Regions from separate parts of the Mus musculus genome. Here regions 1, 2 and 3 are each linked to region 4. The links are chromatin contacts, called in public HiCAR-type and promoter capture Hi-C maps. All regions are on one chromosome and are shown on one strand. The core of a region is the stretch at or near the end of the contact, and the rest is flanking DNA. Distances in the headings are between cores, read along the strand shown. Region 1 holds the start of Itm2a (integral membrane protein 2A). Region 2 holds the start of Tent5d (terminal nucleotidyltransferase 5D). Region 3 holds the start of Ercc6l (excision repair cross-complementing rodent repair deficiency complementation group 6 like). Region 4 holds the start of 5530601H04Rik (RIKEN cDNA 5530601H04 gene).

Region 1 (4,481 bases), core at 750-3,249, 2.3 Mb after region 4:
TATGGCTAAAGTATGAGGGTCTCGGTTTCACTAGAGGTCCCTATTTAGGAGGAACAAGGATTTCTTTTGTTTTCGTTTAACTTTGTGAGATTCGGTGTAGTTGAACGAATTGATTATCATAGCTAATTTCTTTTTGAAGTGTATTTTAAAAGTTACTGTATATCACTTGCCAATATCAGTCCAATGTGTTCATTCTCTGTTGATCAGACCTAATCCATATATCGCAAAGTAATGTGTCATGTTTTACTGACAAAGGGGGCCAGGACAGGATTCTATTGCCGCTTCTCTGAAACCTAACAAAAAATATAATCAAGTGAAAGGTTTGTTTTTATTTAGTCCCCATCACACCACAGGACTGGCAGAAGTATTACATATTAATTGAATCTTTCTACAAGTCATGAAGTTTTTGGTGGCGAGGGGAAAAAAGGATTACTGTGTGGCTATTTTTAACAACTGGCATCTCCTTAGACCTCCCCTCAAATCTGGCCGTGTTTCATTTACAAAGTTAGTAGGAAGACAACTACATATTTTTGACCTTGTGTCATTTAATTAAAACCTCAACAATGCAAGGGGGGTGTTACTTTTGAGTTCTAAAATGTGTGATACACAAAAGCTAGTTTGATTGCAGTTAAATATCGGAAGTTTCCATGATGAAAGTTCTGCGGCAGCGCACATTGGCATTCCAAATTGTATGCATAATTATGTTTTACTATATGCATTCAGATGTCACTCAAAGCACTTTTCAAATATCCAGTCTGAACCTAGAAGAGAAAACTCTCTAAAGACACCAGGACAAGTTAAGGCAGATCGAGCTCCAGTACTGCAGATTCCACAGAAGTAGAAGAAAATATTATCACTTTTTCAAACTAAGATTTAACTGAGGAAAAAGAGTTTATCGACACTACAAACATGGTTGGCATTAAAAGGAAATATAAATTTGTCTAGATGAACAACCTAGGAAGAGAGAACTTCTCCAGTGCCTGGAAAATGAATTGTTTAAATAGCAACATGGATATGCTTCACATGGCTATATGAGGGATATTGCTAAAAAAATAATAAAAAGTAAAAAATAATAACAACCAAAACAATAAGATCTCAAATTTTATTTTTAAACGTGATTTATCAAGAATTAAAACCAATATATGTTTTAATAGCTCCATTATCTAACCCTTAACACTAACTAAAATTGTGTGTGTGGGGGGGTGGTGTGCGCGCGCGCGTGCACAGACACACACGCGCGCGCGCGCGCGCTCATGCGCGTGCAGAAACACACTTTCCCCAGAACATACAGTTTGGAGTTCAGGCTGCCCCTTGCCTCCATTCAACCGCCACAAAAGCAGTCCTACAAAGACAGAGATTCATATAACTTTACCCATGTCAAAAATAAAGAACAGTTAAGTCTCTTGCCCTTGTTCACTCCGTGTGGCTGCTCGGCCCCTGTAGCTATAATTGCTTCTCTGGATAATTCCATAACCCATTTCTCAGAACAAATGACATGCAGGAATTTCTTCAAACTCCTTCCAACAACTTCCCTGGGGTAGGTGGTGTTAAGCGATAGAATCGCATGGATGCAGAGGGAATAAGTTGAAGCAGAGTAAAAGGTGACCCACTCAACTCAATGCAGATTGGCCTGCCTGGAACTCCGCTGCAGGGCAGCCAACAGTTTACTCTCTGCACCTGCATATTCCCCCTTTTCTCTCCATCCCCAAACCCCAGAAGACAGAGGTGGGCCCAGTGGGAACTACCTTGCCAGTCAGGATTTGAGCTCGGACAGTGCGACTGACGAGCGCCTCTACATCTTGCCGCGCCTCCTCCTTTTGCACCGCCGTAGGGGTGTTGAAGGCGATCTTCACCATGGTGAATCTTCGGGCTGCGCGGTAAGGCGCGGCTCGAATCAGTATCTTGGGCTGCAGGTTGAAAGAGGAGAGGATCGCGCTTGCTTGAGCAGCACTTAGTGTCTCCTCTCCCAGTCTTCCACAGGCAGCAGCGAGCTCAGGTCTGGGCTTACTTATGACGCAGTCCCAGGCTGGGTGGGAGAGGGTGGGCGGGGCCAGGGAGGTGCTGAGGGAGGAGCGGGAGGGGGCCCGAGCTCTGCAGTGCAACCGAGTGGGGGTGGGTAGCTGCTTAGTTGGAAAGAGAGGGGAACTGGAGCTGATGGCCGGCTTAGGGTAGACATGCCTCACCTGCACCCCAGGCATGCTCCTACTGCCTTCTGCACCCTCAGATAAGAGCAAGGCAGGAAGGAAGCTTGCCTGTCGTGTCTTTCTGCTTCTGTCTGGACCACAATAGCCCCTGACTCTGTTTTCCCAAACTTGGGCCTGGCCCCCCGCGGGGCCAGGGACTGTAACTTGGAGCCAACCCAAGGTTTCTGAGTTCTGCAACCCACCCAGGCCAGAAAGCACAGTTCCCTGACTGTTCTACACCTTTAGACTATCTTCCGTTTAAAGAACACCCAGAAGTCAGTTTGTAGTTGCTTGTTTCATAGTCCAACATTGTTTTTCCTTTCATGCTTTTTGTTTTCTTTTATAATTTTATTTTTCCAACTTAAAGCAATGTTAGATGAGGAAGACGGGGCTTTTGTCTCCCTAACTCCTCATTTTGCAGACAGGACATGATAAGATCCAGAGAAGGGAGGGTAGAAAGCTCTTTCCTAATGAATCAGTGAAATAACCCAGATTTCTTTCTCCCTGATCGGGATAGCCAGAGTAAGGTCTCAGCCCAGAGCCTGTTTCTCTTCAGCCACCAGCTGTGTAACCAGCGGGGGGTGGGTAGGGGGAAGCAGGGGTGTGTGTACCTATGTGTTCAGGGATGTAGGGCATACACAATATAACCAGATGCTGGTGTGGCTCTCATAGGAAAACTATCTGACGGACTGGCTTACAAAGCATTGTGAAGATTTACATGGATATCCGTCTAGTAGAGTTAAAGTGTTTCTTCAGTCAGCTCTCTTAAACTGGTGACATAAAGAGCCTAACTAATGAAATTCAAGCTGTGGTGGCTGGTGATTTAGAGTTGGTGGTAGAGAGTTTATAAATAGTCTTGCTACATAAAACAGAATAGAGGTCTGTTGTATGAAGGGAGCAATACAAAACAAAGCCCCAACAAAACAAAACAAAACACCGTTTTACTAGAGAATTCCCCACCTACTCATCAACTTAACTGAACAGACTTGAATATGCTGAGTTGCTTCCCTTCTGTCCAAGAAATTCTAACTTGGAGTTTTTCCCATGGAGATTGTTTTGCCTCTAAAGCCCTCTCCTGTCTTGACTGTGGGGGCTTTGCAAAGACAGAGTTCATATTCTCTGATAGGTCACAGATGGGAAGGTGGATGGAGAGGAACAGTAAGGAGCTTGTGCCTTGCACAGGGTCAGGACCTTAGAAGCAGGATGTCAGAGTTTACTTAGAAATACTGGCATCTTTTGCTCTTTCACTTTTTACCTAAGTCTGACTATCATAATTCAACATTTGTCAGGCAATCCTTAGTTTTGGCATAGAAAACCTCAGTTTTCCCGGTATGTTTCTCTTTTCAGTTGCCCTCTGTTGGGATTCACCTTTATGACCACTTAGTTAGGATCTGTACTACACTGACCCACACCACCTGCATCACTGAATGCATACCTATTTCCACACACTTACCTACTAAATGCAAGCAGCTGATCAGATAACAAGATGCTATTTTCTGTCCTGAAATGCGGTAAGGCAGGAGGAGCAGGAATTTTTTTTTCCATTTGTTCAAAGAAGAGACCCAAACTCTGATAACTACCAAAGAGAACGTTTGGTCACTTGCTTGGTATGTAGCATTAGGTAAACTACCTGATCTCCTTAGGCACCATTTTTCCTCCTCTGAATTGTGCTGTTGGGAGATCATGTATGAGAATGCAGGAAGAAGTCCACATTGTATTATTCAGAAAAGTAAAAGAAAATGACATGGTTGGTTACCCTAGGACTTAATTTGAATCTGTAGCATATACATATTTCAAGCTTATAGAGCCTGTTTATGTATGAGTTCTTAAAAATCTTTCTGTTTCTATAACTTTTAAACAACCTCAGTGTCTAGATATAGGTCTTCCTGGACAAAGTTAAACTCCTAAGCATAGTCACTTTTATTTATATATAACTTCTTTTGAATGGTTTAACTGCCATCTTTTAATTATTAGTACTATGCTCCTTTTCAGAATGCCAGTCATACCTCCCAAAGAATCTTTGCTGCTGTTGGCAATATGTAATGCAGACATATTGTCATTTTGTCAGATGCCATTCTTACCTCCCCCCACCATTTATGTATCCCAGTCTCTGTCTCTCTCTGTCTCTCTCTGTCTCTGTCTCTCTCTGTCTCTCTCTGTCTCTCTGTCTCTCTCTCTCTGTGCATATGCACAAAAGCATGTAGGAAATTGTGCACATTTTGAAATAATATTTTAGCAATAACCTCCTATGTTAATAACTATTTGTCCATTTCAAGAAGTGGTTCCAGCATTTGTAAA
Region 2 (4,973 bases), core at 787-3,286, 2.7 Mb after region 4:
AAAAAACAGTAACAGCCAGCCGGGCGTGGTGGCGCATGCCTTTAATCCCAGCACTTGGGAGGCAGAGGCAGGTGGCCAGCCTGGTCTACAAAGTGAGTTCCAGGACAGCCAGAACTGCACAGAGAAACCTTGTCTCAAAAACAAAGAAACAAACAAACAAAACCAAAAATGAAAGAAAGAAAGAAAAAATAGTAACTACATATTTTGTTACTGGGAATACAAGGCAGGCTAGACAAAGTAAAAATAGCCTGCTTCCATATTTTCAGAACATGAAATAAAAGCTTTTGAAGCTACTGCCTCTAATCCTTTCAAATTTTCTAGGAAAAAAAAAGAGAGCTAATAATTTTAAAGCTCTTCAAATCTCTAATACTTCAGATTATGTTCAAAAATACAATTCAGTAGGCACTACCATTTCTTTTTACTTTAAAAATGCCTTTCTAGGGTTGAAAGGTGAGACAATATGCTTCCCAAATGAGTCAAGTGGGTGACAGAGGATGAACACCATGCCTTAATTCAGAAAACTGTTGTTTCAAGGAACTTGGGAAATAAAACTGATATTTTGACTCAGAGTTCAATAAAGTGCTTGTCACTTTATGCTAATATTAAAACTATACTACAGTCACTATTTTTTTTTACATGCAGTAGAAACAGGACCTCTCTTGGTCATCTTTTCATGATCTGCACCTTTCCTCCAGGCTAGCACTTTAATGTACAGCATATCCTGACTAGTGCTGCAAGATTTACTGGATGACATAAAATTGAACCCATCAAAAAACCATTTTTACCTGTACTTCAGGCTTATAGACTAATAGCGCCAAAAGAGCTTAACACGAGCTACAGAACAGTTACCATAACCCATGGTTTATCTTTTTGCTATCTTGGAGTTGAAGAAAAAGCAATTTATTTTATTTTTCTCTAAAGCCAACCCCTGGAAGGAGCAAAAATTACAGCAACATGGAGCTTCTGTGATGGAATTTAAGTAGTGAAAAAGAAAAAGAAAGCCAAATTGTGTTCATGACGTCACCAGGAAGCTTTATTCTTAGCCCCTACTAATTGCCCAAGTGGCCAGACAGGTTTGGCTGATGGACTTTATGGCTTCAGGAATAACCTGAATTTCCTCAAGTGTTAAATTAGAATGCAGCGGGAACAGAAAGCGAGCACAGTTAGTTCGGAGGGTTCGTAGCAATCGCTCAACCTCATCACCAGTCACCTGCAGTCATTAAAGGGCAGTTCGCCAAAAGCAGTTTGTCCACGTACGCTTTGAGAACCTACACCTCCGCCTGGAGCCATAGGCAAACTCCAGTCGCCTCCCCTAGGTCCTGGCACCATTCCCTGTCAATTTCAAAGAGGCCAAAAATTCACTGATAAGGCAGGTGACAGAAATCCTCAACAAGGGGCGGTACGGGCTCAATTATCTCTGTCTGTCCACTGGCTCCTCTGACCCTCCCCACATTCGAGGATGGCAGCGGAGGCGGAGGCGGCGGCCGCAGCGAGGAGGAGGGTGAAAAATAAAAAAAATAAAAAAAAGGCCAACCCCAGGCCGCTGGAGCCTACCCATCCGCATCACAGCTCCCTCGCCCCACGTGCGGGCCCAAAGGGTCAAGCCCCTGGGCGTGTCCCCAGCACCCCTGCCTTCGCCCCCCCCTCCCCAGCCCCCAAGGCCCTGGTAGCATCTTGACCAACAGAAAGGATACTCTCCATGTTCGACATGATCTCTCGAGTTCACCGGGCGGGAGGAGGGGGAGGGGCAGGTAACACGCGGGACAGGGGCTGGACCCGCGAGTTGTGGGTCGCTTGGGCGCGCGGAGGGTGGCGGTTGTAGCGGGTTTCGAGGGATCCTAGCCCACTTCCTGTTTCGGTTTAGAACCCGTGGTGGGTGGAGTCCCACGAGCTAGAGAGGCGGGACTGGGACGACGCCAACATGGCTGCAGTGAGTCGCTTCGGTTAGGATGGCTCTGGTCGCTTGGGGGCGGTGGAGTCCGAGAGCTGAAGCTTAGGTCCCTCCCACTTAGATGCTTCACGTGCGCTCAGGATAACTGCGCTAAACCTGGTCCGGCATCCCACCGGACTTCTAGTTCTTTCTTTTGTCAACCTGGACGCCGCTTAGCCTTCCGCCCACCTCGTACCTCAGATTTCACACAGTCCTGGTCGTCCCTCATCCCTTTCTCTCAGAGCTTAAGTCTTAAAGGGTGAAGACAAAGGTATAGGACTTTTAAAGTACTTTTTAAAAATTCTGACAGTGTAAAAGAACGGCTCGAGGGGTTAGTGTGGTGGGTAATGTTGAGGTTTTTTAAACAATCTTGAACCTTAGAGTTGTAGGGTTGAAGGGGAAGGAGGAAAAGTCCGGCTCTACTTGAGAGGTAATGTTGCTTCGAAATTTTTTCTCATATTAGTTGGTTTAATTTTATTTTTCTTAAGCACAGCTGATGTATGGTCTAAAATTAATATAAAATCTCTATAATGGGTGGGAGCAGTAATGGGGGTGGTCGTAGATAGAGCTTGGCGTATTTTACGTTCCTTTGACTTTCAGAAATGTCCAGAGGTGGATTTATTAGAAGCACTCTCTGGACTTAGGAAAAGAGGGAATTTTAAGCAGATTTGTGGCATTTCAATTTTAGTGTCATAGAAATTACATATATTACTCTGAAAGTTAGTGTAATTGTCGTAATTGCTAAATCTCAGAAGTTTGTCATTTACCTCATTCTTAAATTCAACCTGTGGAATTATGTGCACAATGCCATACACTTTTTATCCTTAGGATTATTTCTTTTTTTTTTTTTTAACAAAACTGGCTTTAAAAGTGAATATTTTATTATTTTGTGTTAATGATAGTTGGTAAAAAGCTTCAGACTGTTTTCTAACTGTCCGTGTTTCATTAAAAGAAAAAGAGAACCCTTGCTCAATACAAAGTTCTGGGAAGTACAGTCTAGAAATCATTTCAATAGGCAGAACCGTGTAAAGGTTATTTTTAGGTTTGCATCTCACTTTATAGTTGGAGAACAAGACTTATGAAACTGAAAGCTTTGGAAATTTCATCAGTTCTCTGTGTGCCTTAAACAGTTGCCTTCATTGCTGGAAAACTACCTTTGGGGGTTAAAGGTAAAGATATCTGTCTGGAAAGACTTTCCCTTAGCACTTACTATTTTTAACATCATTCCTTCAGTAAAACCATAAATACTAGAACAACCTACCAAAACTTAAACATATGTGAGTTTTAAAATGCTGTTGTTAGAGTTATAGGTATGCAATGTATAAAAATAAACGTTAAATTAAAATTTTTTTCAAACGATAAACTTTTTCAAGAAGTATCTCTTTTATAAGGTCCTTGTTTATAGAGAGTGTTTGCTGCTGCTGTCTGTCTTAAGTAAAAAACAAAACAAAACTGTTATCGTCTGTACTAAACACCTAGAAGGTATTTTACGTTTATGAGGTCTTTTATGTTTTAAATCCCAAAGTTAACTTCATATTTTCTTGACTATCTGATTTTAATCATGGTCAGTTTTATAATTGAGTCAGTTACATGAATAAGTATTTTAAGTGAAAATATTTATAAAATAATCTTTAGATCCTAGACACTAAATATTAATATTTGTTTTGACTGCTTTGTGACAATGCTTTTGTGGCTTTTTAGCAAAATTTACTAAAGTGACTAGAAAATGTAATGGTTTATTGAAACTAAGCTCCATTGCAGGAAAGAATAGGAATGCACCAGGAATGGGAATAGTGTATCTCTTTATAATTTTTCTCAGATTTCCTGTTCTTGTTATAACATCAGGTGGATAATCTGAACTTCTTTAAATTATGATAAAATAAATTCAGAGATGGACCCAAAGGTCAATATTTTTCCTCTATTTACATAGTATAATTGGATATTCAAGTATATAATAATAAATTCTTTATTGAATTAATACCTTAGTTGAGAAGAAATTGAACTGTTTATAAAGGATCTCATAATTACTTCATATAGTAGTTCATATTCTGTAGTAACCTTAGCAGGTATTGTTGACATCTTTACCCATAAGAAAATAGTGACAAAAATAATAAGAACAACAACCAAAGCTTTTAAAAGATGATTTGCATAAGCATGTTTTGAACAAATAGCCTTGTTACAACCTGGTCTCCTAGGTTTCTAATGCACTTCTTTTGAATATGTACAACAGGCTAGCTGTACAGGAGTTCAGGAGAAACAAATTGTCTTAACTGGTGTGCAATCTTTACAGCTTCTCTATGGAGAAATAACTTCTGTTTTGGAAATGCTAGAGAAGTATAAAGTGAGAAGCGTTCTAGTTCGTAATAGGAAAAACTTTTTGTTCTGCCATTTCAGATTTCATTTGCAAATTGTACTAGCAAAGAACTATTCAAGTAACTGATGGAAGAGATTAGAGGAGCTACTGAAGAGATAAAGGTCTATTTGCTAAGGCAAATAGAGGAGCAGATGAAAAATAGTTTAAACAGAAGCAATATGTTCAGGTGTGGTGTCCCAGGCCTAGAAACTTAGCACTCAGTAGTCAGAGCCAAGAGAAGTGCTGCTATTGAGGTCATCCTGGTCTAAATACGAAGGCCTAGGTCAGCCAGAAGTACATAGTATGATGATTTAAAAAAAATATTCGCCTGAAAGAAATAAAATTAGCAAAACTAATACAAACAAAAGGAATAGGTCTGATTGGTTGACATAGGTGACCTAAAACTCATTCAGTTTATGTTTATAAAATGAGAAATGTTTCTAGGAGACAAGATGAAAAGTTGATTGCAAAATTCACATGACTATAAAGAGAAAAATAAACATTGGATCATTAATAATATGTAGATATTTATTCTTTGTGTTAAGATTTCTTTCTTATTTAAATAATAAAGGGTGATATTTGATGGTTATATATATACATATACATATATATATATATATATATATATATATATATATATATTATCAGAAGAATATTTTTGGTAACCTCGGATTCTCACAAAGCAATCAA
Region 3 (5,043 bases), core at 603-3,102, 2.9 Mb before region 4:
CATCCTAAATCCAAACAATGAGCCTAAGAAAACCACCTTAGAATTTCAGTTGTAAAGGAGCATCCTTGGAGAAAAACAAGTAAGCCAGCTCGTCTATTTTTTAATTTAATTACATTTTAAGAGTGATTTAATCTTTAAGCCTTATAGTAAATTACATCCTTTGTGATATTAAACTTGGAAAGCCACTTACTTTTTTTATAGTGGTGGCCACTGTGAAGACCCCCGAGAGTCAACTCTCTTGTGAAGCATACGCCCATGGGCTGTCTTACAAGACTCCAGGTTTATTTAGAGACTCATTAACTTTGCTTCCCTCTGGTATGTCTTGAAATTCTTTTCTCCATTTTTATCTAAGAGGAGGTCCCTCGAGGGAAAACTCTACTTAGAGTACTGGTGGCTCTGTCCACTGACTGATCGTTGATTCACTGGAACATGGTGCTATGTACCTGTAATTCCATCACTATGTGGACTCAGAGAGAAGGATAGAGTTCAAGAGCAGCCTGCCTCAAAAAAAAAAAAAACAAAAAAAAACAAAACCTATGCCTGGCAGTGATGGCGCTAGCCTTTAATCCAAGCACTGAGCAAAAGTTAGTGGTATGTGGGTCTCTGTGAGTTCAAGGCCAGCCTGATCCACACAGAGAAACCTTGTCTCCAAGGAAAAAAAACCCTACAAGTTAACAACATAAATCTACATACTGTAGAGAGGACTCTGTAGTTAAGAGGACTAGGTGCTTGCTCTTTCAGAGGACTCTGGTTCAGTTCCCAGCACCCACATGGTGGCTCACAACCCTCTGTATCTTCAGTCTCAGGAGGGGATGGCACACACCCCATTATAGTTGTGATCTTTTTTCCTCTACTTAGGGGTGGTTTTGAGCAACCTTTTCATGTGCCTGTTTGCCATTATGTGTTTTTTAAGAGAAATGTCTACAAATCCTTTGCTAATATTTTATGTAGTCTTTTAAAAATTATATAGGCATAGACGGGTGTTTTGCATATGCGCGCGCGGGGCGGGGGTGGGGGGGCGCATGTACATCACATAGGTACCAGAACATAGGATCCTGTAGGACTGGAGTTACATAATGGTTGTGAGCTACTATGTGGGTGCTGGGAATTGAACCTGGGTCTTCTGGAAGAGCAGTCAGTGCTCTTAACCTCTGAGTCATCTCTCCAGCCCTGCACTACAATTTTTAATAGTTAAATATTCCAACCTAGGCATCTGGTGAAAGCGTATTCATTCACTGGGCTTAATGGTTCCTTTGGGGGCATATGTCTTCCCTTCGTAACTGGACCCCCTTTCTTTTAATGGCAGCACTCTGGTCGGGAAATAAAACATTTTACAGCATCCATCAAACACCATAAAGTATTTCTGTTTCAGATCCCATTTTCACTACCCAATTGCTAACAACTTAGGGACTATTTTTCCTCTTTTCTCCCAGGTCTGGCGGTTGGCGAGTTAGAAAGACTCAAAGATTTCATCAGTTAATTAAAATTCAGGCTCTTAAAGAGTTCATACTCAAGAGTTATTTGACTTACGAGTGACTTGGCAGGGCGAGCTCCCCGAAATAGAAATCTGGTCAAAGCCACAGCAGATCCTAGGGGGAGGTGGGAGCCACTCCACCTCAACCCCAGGCCAGGGACTGCAAGTTCGACCCGTCCGGAGACCCAAACATACCTCAGGTAACTCTCGGCCAGTTGTGGGCTCAAAGTCTCCACTTCCGCTAAGCCTTGGGAAGCCTCCATGGCCAGGGAATCCGGAGAGCCCAGGAAAGGAGACTCCCAGTTAAAACCGCGCTTGAATTTCGCTCGCTCCCGCCTTACCCAGGCTGGGCTCACGCACTAGACTGGTAGAGCCAACTGCCCGCCTCGCGGCGGGCCAATCCGGGATCTGGCGCTCGAGCGCGGTTTCCTGAGCCCCGCCCAGGAAGGTCTTGCGCCTGCGCCCTCGAGCACTGGCGCTAGCTAGCTACGTTAGCTAGAGTGGCCTTACGTTTTGGGTTTTTTTTTTTTTTTTTTTGGAGGGGGGGGGGGCTGCTGATTCACGTGACCGGTGGTGGTTTCAGTTCCGTCCTAACTGCGTGGCGGTGAGTGTGAATGTTGAGTAATGAGAGCGAAGGGAAGGAGTTAAGAGCGTGAGTAAAATGCGCGCTTGTTTCTCTTGTCCTTGTGAGTGGAGGCTGTCTTATTGTACTGGCCCATAGAGGTCTCCATTGCCCCCTTTTCCTCCCCGCCAGTGCCTGGCACTGAACATACTTGGAATTCACACACCTAGAAGTGCAATCCTGCAACTTAAAGCTGACACTGAAGAAGGATTTTCAAAGACAAAGCCTAAGCCGCTCGTGGTGGTGCACACCTCTGATAACAGTGCTTAGGAGGCAGAGGCAGGAGGATCTCAAGATCTAGTCCAGACTGAGCTTGCATATAAACAAGACCCTGTCTCAGAAGTACACACACAAACACACACGCCCTTATTTACGCAATACCAAATAGAGTAGAGGTTATTTATGTATTTGAGAGGTTGGGAAGGGGACATGATAAGAGTTGAATGGGAATGAATGGCTTACAGATTACTCATATATGAAATGATGAAAAAATTAAATGTAAAAAAATAATAATAGCTAGATTTGGTGGCACAAGCCTGTTGGGTTTCAGATCCGGGACAAGTAGCTGAGGTGCATATATAACATACCAAAGTGGACCTGGCCTTCAGGTTCTCCCACCATCCTTCATCCTTGTTACAGGGCATGACTGGCAAACCCCACCCTCTACACTGAACTTTCCAACCCAGAGGCTGGGCCACCCAGCAGCTCTTCATTATGTAATACAGACCTTTTTGGTTTTCCCTCTCTTTTCTCTCTGCATGCCTGCTTTCTCTCTCCCCCTTCTCTGCCTATCTTTCCATGGTGACTTCACTGACACCCCCCTCCTGTATGGTGAATGAACCTGCCTGGAGGCTGCCCCCAATAAACCTGCCTTTATACTTTAATTTGGCCTGAATTGGCTTATTTTGTTCGTGGAGATACCAAAGCCTAGGGTTCCAGCACCTTTGAGGTTGACGCAGAAGGATTACAGATTCAAAATCCATTCAGGCCAACCCAAGCCACTTAGTGAGACCCTGTGAGTGCTGGGGCTATATCTCAGTAGTAGAGCATTTGCTTAGCTCTGTGACTCTATGGCTTCTTTCATTTTGTGAAGATAAACAAATAAGTGCAATTATAATGTGGTTATCCCCTTCAGAAGTTCTAGTTAAGATGCAGTCATTTTCAAAGGCAAAGCTCAGGCCTTAGGGAAATGGAAAAGATACATAAGAGGTCGAGAGCCAACAAAAATTATTCTGGTTTATATATTACTAAGAAAGCCACTCCTGAAGCCCAGAACTCTGGAAACTGAGATAGGATTATGATGAGTTCGAGGCCAGCAAGGACTCAAAACATACTGATGGGGACATGGACATTGTGATTCCCTGAGAAATGGACCCCAACATAAGAGACACTTGCACCAATATAATAAACTATTTGGAATAAGACTTCCATTTTGAGCTGGGCAGTGGTGGTACACGCCTTTAATCACAGCACTCGGGAGGCAGAGGCAGGCAGATTTCTGAGTTCGAGGCCAGCCTGGTCTACAGAATGAGTTCCAGGACAGCCAGGGCTATACAGAGAAACCCTGTCTCAAAAAACAAAAAAAACAAAAATCAAAAAAGACTTCCATTTTGAGTAGTGGTCAATTAAAGTTCAAGTGCCTAAGACTTCCCTGGGAACTAACATCCTGGTTGGCAAGTTAAGACATGAATATTAGACAAAACAAATTCCCTGCCACAGTGAATATCCCAGCTAATGGGAGTAAGATAAGTGTACAACAAAGACATGTTCCTGAGGAAATCCTCCTATTTCTTAATCCTGACTGGTAGAATAACTTGGCAAAGATGTTTGTGGATTTAGGGCTTTAAAACCCTGTAGGATCTTAACTCGCGGTCATGGCTCAATTCCTGAATCTGGACTGAGACTGGTGTTCGTGTAGTTTGTGAGGCAATTCCTGGACCCCAACAATAAGGTATTTTTAGACAAAATGATAGAACATCTGGAACTTACATTAAACAGCTCCAGTAGGGAGTAAAAAGAGAGGGGTAAACAACATTTGTTGATAATTCTGAAGCTTCTTACAGACTTTCATGATCCTCTTCATTGGATGTCTCTATGTGTGTTTCAAAGTGTCTGTATCAGAGGCATCTTCAAACAGAACAATACAAGCCGGGCAGTGGTAGTGCACACTTTAATCCCAGCACTTGGGAGGCAGAGGCAGGCAGATTTCTGAGTTCGAGGCCAGCCTGGTCTACAGAGTGAGTTCTAGGACAGCCACCATGCCCCGCTAAAACAATTATTTTTAAACTTAGGAATTTAAACTCTGCTTCCAATAATCACTTAGCCTTCCATGTTTCCAGTCCTGTTCTTGTGAAGTAGATGGGGTTCTAAAAGAAGAGCTGGGAAGGACCAGAGCTTTTTTTGTTGTTTCTTTCTTTGTTTCTTTGTTTCTTTCTTTTTTGAGACAAGATTTCCCAGCTGTAGCCCAGCTGGCCTGGAACTCGCTGTGTAGACCAGGATGGCCTACAAACTCAGATTTGTCTGCCTCTGCCAGCACAATGCTGCTGGGATTAAGGTCTGCTCCACAGGAGTGTTCTTCAGGAGGGTGGAGGAAAAGGCTAGAGCAAGAAGAGCCCCAGCAGGAAGTCAGTCTGACTCTGCCAGCAGGGGGAGCCATAAACTGAATTTCCTAAGAATAAAAGTGAGTTTGGCCTTTTGGCCCCTTGGCCCCTTGGCCCCTTGGCCCCTTGGCCCCTTGGCCCCTTGGCCCCTTGGGGTAAATTCTTATTGTGAAACTCAAGTTAGCTCAGCAGCCAGGATGACAGGAATGAGGATAAAGGAGGAAAGTAAGGATTTCCTGCGGAGTCTTTGCAGTCTTCGCTGTGCTGGTTAATCTTAGTTGTCATCTTGACAACATCTGAAGTCAACTAAAATCCAAGCCACTGGACATACCCATGAGGGATTTTTG
Region 4 (4,473 bases), core at 47-2,546:
AGAGGAAGGTGATACAGAATAGGAAGGGACCAACAAGACAAGCATGAACTGTACCTGGGATAACTGGAAGGGTTCTAATTTTGCCCACAAACAATATGTCTGGGTTTATTTGATTCAATTTACCATGCTGTTGTCACTATTTCACAATGCTGAATCATCACAAGATTCTTTATAAAACACCTTCACAGTTACAGTGCAGCAAGGCCCCATCCCAAACTCTTAACCAGAATTAGAACTCTACTAGTATTCACGGATAGCACTGGAGCTCCGCTTGTACCACACTTACGTCATAGCAAAGGGAAGCCCACAGATGTCCAATCTGAAAGGATGAGATCCCAGGACCCAGAGAGAATGAAGACACGGTGGGAAAGCAGAAGAGAAAATGGAAGGGAATCAGGCATCCCCACCCTCAGGACGCTGGGACTAAGTCAGAGGAAGCCTTTAACTGGAATGCTCAAAGCCCTAACATGCACACACTGTTGTCCAAGATCTAGAGCTGGCACTTCTGGATCCACTGAACCCCTCTAGTCCAACTTTCTAGAACTACTAGAAATGATGCAGTAATCATCTGTACCTGAAGTCTTTTCAAAGTCATTAATTGCCACCATTCCTGATGTCCTCAATCATCATTTCTAAAGGAAGTAAGGTCTGACCACTTAGTTAAAATAAGGGTACTCCCTGCTGTATAGCTTGGCCTGTTTTACTTTCTATTACTCATGTTTATCTGAAATTAAGTCAACCATTTATTTATAGTCTGGCTCCAGATACTAGAATAAACAGTACCTGAGAAGCAAGTGGATGTGTCTCAGGTATCCAGGGTCTGGCAATTCATGGGCTCAGATGTTTTCCTGAATGAAAGGATGGATGGATGTCTAGACAGGTGTGTGGATTTATGCCCTTAGAATTCCAGTGCTAGATGCCCGCCCCCTCCCGTCCCCCGCAACCGCCCCCGAGCCAACCCCAGCCCTGACGAAACAAACTTCCCGCCAAACATCTTTCTGGCCCAGAAAACACAGCAGACTGGGTAATTCAGTACAGCCCAGTGCACATGTGCAAATAGGACAGGGACTGTTCCTTTTTGTGCTAAGGTCGGGAGACTAAGGTCTCCCCCGCTCCCCCCTCATCCCCCAGCCCCAGCCCCGGGTTTCATTTCCATCGATAAAGGCAGCCACCTCACACCGGTGCTGGAACAAAATTCTCAGGCCGTACTCTACCGCGGGTGAAGTTCCGTACAAACCGATAAACAAGAACAGGCTTCCCATCATCCCTGGCATCCTGAACACCGGAACCGCGACTTTAAAACAGCCGGAACTTCCTGCTGCTGCCATGGTTTCCAGACTCTAATTTGAAGAAACTAGGTGTCAATCAATTGCGAATTCACTTCCGGGGCAATCTCCGGAGCTAAACGGTGGGGCATCCTGGTCAGTCGGCTTTAGCCTTCCTTTTACATTTTGTCTCTTTGTACCTTCACTGGTCTCTTCCAGAACAAACAGCCAAAGTCGTGCATAAAGAAAACACACTCCCGGACTTTGTTTTTTACTTTATAAAAATAGCCGCTTGATGGCAGCATGATTTCACTGATGCGCTCAGACCCGCTCTTCCCCCGCCCTTTGTGTTTAGAAAAAACAACACCTCAGTCAAAAAACTACTTCCTTACAGAAATTTGGATCTTCTCTGGCATTTTATAGCCCCAGGTTTTCCTGATTCTAAGCCAATCTAATGACTGGAAAAAAATATTTTTAATGTGTTTCTTTGATTACTATTTCTTTATTTTGATACTGGCTTACTGTATACTTTCTCGGATATGCATTTGTTTTTTTGTTTTTTTGTTTTTTTTTTTTGTTTTTTTTTTGGTTAGGACAGCAATATCTCCCATAGAGTACAATTTTTATTTTTATTTTTTTTTAAAAATACAGCAGCTTATAATGGTAAATAAAAGCATGGAAGTTTAGTTTGTGCTTCTATTAATAATATGAGACTGCATACTTTCTAACCATTATAAATTAACTTTTCACATTTTAGAGGTTGGTAATTATAAAACAAAGGAACGAAATGGTTATGACCTCAGTGCTTTGAGCCTTGTTGCTTGCTATTCCAGAGGAACTGTTTCATTACAAGATGGAAGAGATGTCAAGGAATTCACTCCCATGCCATGCCTTTTAATAAAAATCGCCTAATCTTGTTTACAAGGGTTCTCCATCAAAACTTCTAAAGCCCATGCCTCCAAGCCTTACTGATTAAGTTCTGTGACCAAAATATTAATACTGTTGTAGCTAACTGCCATAAATTGAACATAAAACTATGTTAGCTGGTGCTCCACACTGCATGAACTTGTATAGAATAACTACAAGTTGGATAGTTTTGTTCCCATTTTACAAGTGAGTATGTGTGTGTGCATATATAAAATTATATATAACATACATAATTTTATATGTACAAGACTATTTTAAAATAGCATAATTAGGAATCAACTTAATTTATCACGTGTTGGAATTAAAAGTATTTGATGTTCTCTAGTTTTTCCTTCCTGAAAAGCAAATCTGTTCACTGGGTGCAAAAACACAGTAGCTGGAGTTCTTGTTTGGCCTCTTGGAATTAATTTTCTTACTTCATGGTAGATTATTAAAAGGCATCTGAAGAGAGACAGAAGGTGGAAAGAAAGAGAGGTTTGGTTTGACCTTAGGCAGGACCATGTTTAGTCACAGGAGGGAGCATCTTGTCACCCACATGAGCAATGGTGAAAATGCCTACAAGGGGAAATGGTTCTATGGGCCCCTTGTAGGGGCAGAGATGTCCAGATAGGAAGCTTAGAAGAATACTCTTTCAGCAGGAAACTTTCACTTCACACACTGGGAAAATTGCAGCAGCTCTTGATGGCAATAAGGCAGGATGGAAGTGGGATTCTGGACTATGACACAAAGTTAAGAGACAACACATCAAGTGGCCAATGTCCTGGTTAGGATTATGTAAACTTGACAAAAGCAACAGTCACCTGGGAACAAGGACTCTCAACTGAGAATATGCCTTTGTTAATTTGGCCTAGCAGCAATTCTGTAGGGCATTTTCTTGATTGATATTGATTTATTTATTAACCACCCCCTGGGCATGTGGTCCTTGGTGGCATAAGAAAGCAGACTGAGCAAGCCTAGGGGAGCCAGCCTGTGAGCTGGATTTGCTTTGGCTTCCGTTCCCACCTGTAGTTCCTGCTCTAACTTTCTTCAGTAATGGACTATGATGTAGACATAAATATAAAGGGAATGAGCCCTTTCCTGTCTGAGTTGCTTTGGTCCTGGTGTTTTACCATGTCAATAGAAACCCTGAGACAGCCAATAAACAAACATTTAGAAATTCTGAGAAACAGAATGAACAAACGTAAATGAGTGCCTATAAACTAAACTCTGAAAGCAATAATCACATAAGCCTCGTTATTGTCCAGCATGGAACATGTTTGGTAATTACATTATAGTACATGATATTCAATTCAAAAAGTGGGACTGGAGACATGGCTCAACGGTTAATAGTTATTTGGGGTTTCCAGCACCTATGGCTATAACTGTACAAACTTTCTGTGCCTGACCCAGATCTGAATAAAGACATTTATTCAGGAGACTTACATTTACTATAAGCTTTAGCACTAAAGCTGGGCAGATTCTCAGCTATTCTACCCAACAATACTGGCCTGGCCTATGACCTACCATGTGACTCCTTAGGAACCTCCCCTTTAGTCCCAACTTTCTTCTTCCTCCACTGGCTTGCAACTCTCCTGATTTGCTATTGGCCATTCAGCTCTTTATTGACAGGTGAATGTTTTTACACAGTGCACAAGAGATTATCCCTATATCTGGCAGCTGAAGGCTGCTTATAACTTCAGCTCCATAGTATCTAATGCCTTATTCTGGCTTCCACAGGCAAATACATCTACATGAAAATTCATATATATACATATACAATAACAAAAATCCTTATAAGTTTTCAAAAAGTAATGGGAAATTCAGTTTATACAGAAAAGTTTGAAACCTTATCCAGTATAAATTAGGGAAAACGAAATAAGGTCATTGATTGTTCAGCATGAATCAAACAGCACGCCTGCCATGTAGACATTCTTTGGGGCATGATTATTATGGAGTTGTCGGCAATTGGACTAAGTAAAAATGATTAGCCTTAAAACGTGTTCCCACAACCAGGGAGAAGAAACAACCAAACAAAGCTATCTGTGGTCGGAAAAGGCGTGACAGAGCATTCCACTATGGCATTGTACTGGCTAGTTTTGTGTCAACTTGACACCGGCTGGAGTTATCACAGAAAAAGGAGCTTCAGTTGGGGAAATACCTCCACAAGATCCAGCTGCAAGGCATTTGCTCAATTAGTGATCAAGTCCCCTTGTGGGTGGTGCCATCTCTGGGCTGATAGTCTTGGTTCTATAAGAGAGTAGGCTGAGCAAGCCAGGGGAACCAAGCCAGTAAGGAACATCCC

Evidence for each region. Promoter capture Hi-C pulls out the DNA fragments that hold promoters and counts their contacts. HiCAR-type assays count read pairs that join an accessible place to other places.
Region 1: a HiCAR-type map of astrocytes shows a contact between it and region 4, with 5 times the contacts expected there. The contact joins the promoter of Itm2a here to the promoter of 5530601H04Rik in region 4.
Region 2: a HiCAR-type map of astrocytes shows a contact between it and region 4, with 11 times the contacts expected there. The contact joins the promoter of Tent5d here to the promoter of 5530601H04Rik in region 4. A contact is called at or near these places in 8 of 39 promoter capture datasets (the 3T3-L1 cell line, 3T3-L1-derived adipocytes, the C10 cell line and 4 more), 1 of 115 datasets of contacts at active chromatin or transcription factors (astrocytes) and 2 of 9 other capture datasets (adipose tissue and liver).
Region 3: a promoter capture Hi-C map of cranial neural crest shows a contact between it and region 4. The contact joins the promoter of Ercc6l here to the promoter of 5530601H04Rik in region 4. A contact is called at or near these places in 2 of 39 promoter capture datasets (cranial neural crest and liver).

The regions. Positions count from the first base shown.
Region 1 is chrX:107,401,361-107,405,841 of GRCm38.p6, forward strand. Itm2a (integral membrane protein 2A) reads right to left here and starts at 2,000. Exons shown (of 6, transcript NM_008409.2): 1 at 1,746-2,000. The coding sequence starts at 1,856.
Region 2 is chrX:107,814,441-107,819,413 of GRCm38.p6, forward strand. It overlaps Tent5d (terminal nucleotidyltransferase 5D), which reads left to right and starts at 2,037. Exons shown (of 6, transcript NM_001163104.2): 1 at 2,037-2,201. It overlaps 2610002M06Rik (RIKEN cDNA 2610002M06 gene), which reads right to left and starts at 1,894. Exons shown (of 8, transcript NM_025921.3): 1 at 1,695-1,894. The coding sequence starts at 1,710.
Region 3 is chrX:102,155,239-102,160,281 of GRCm38.p6, forward strand. Ercc6l (excision repair cross-complementing rodent repair deficiency complementation group 6 like) reads right to left here and starts at 1,853. Exons shown (of 2, transcript NM_146235.3): 1 at 1,670-1,853. The coding sequence starts at 1,737.
Region 4 is chrX:105,068,828-105,073,300 of GRCm38.p6, forward strand. 5530601H04Rik (RIKEN cDNA 5530601H04 gene) reads right to left here and starts at 1,297. Exons shown (of 5, transcript NR_015467.1): 1 at 1,173-1,297; 2 at 784-848.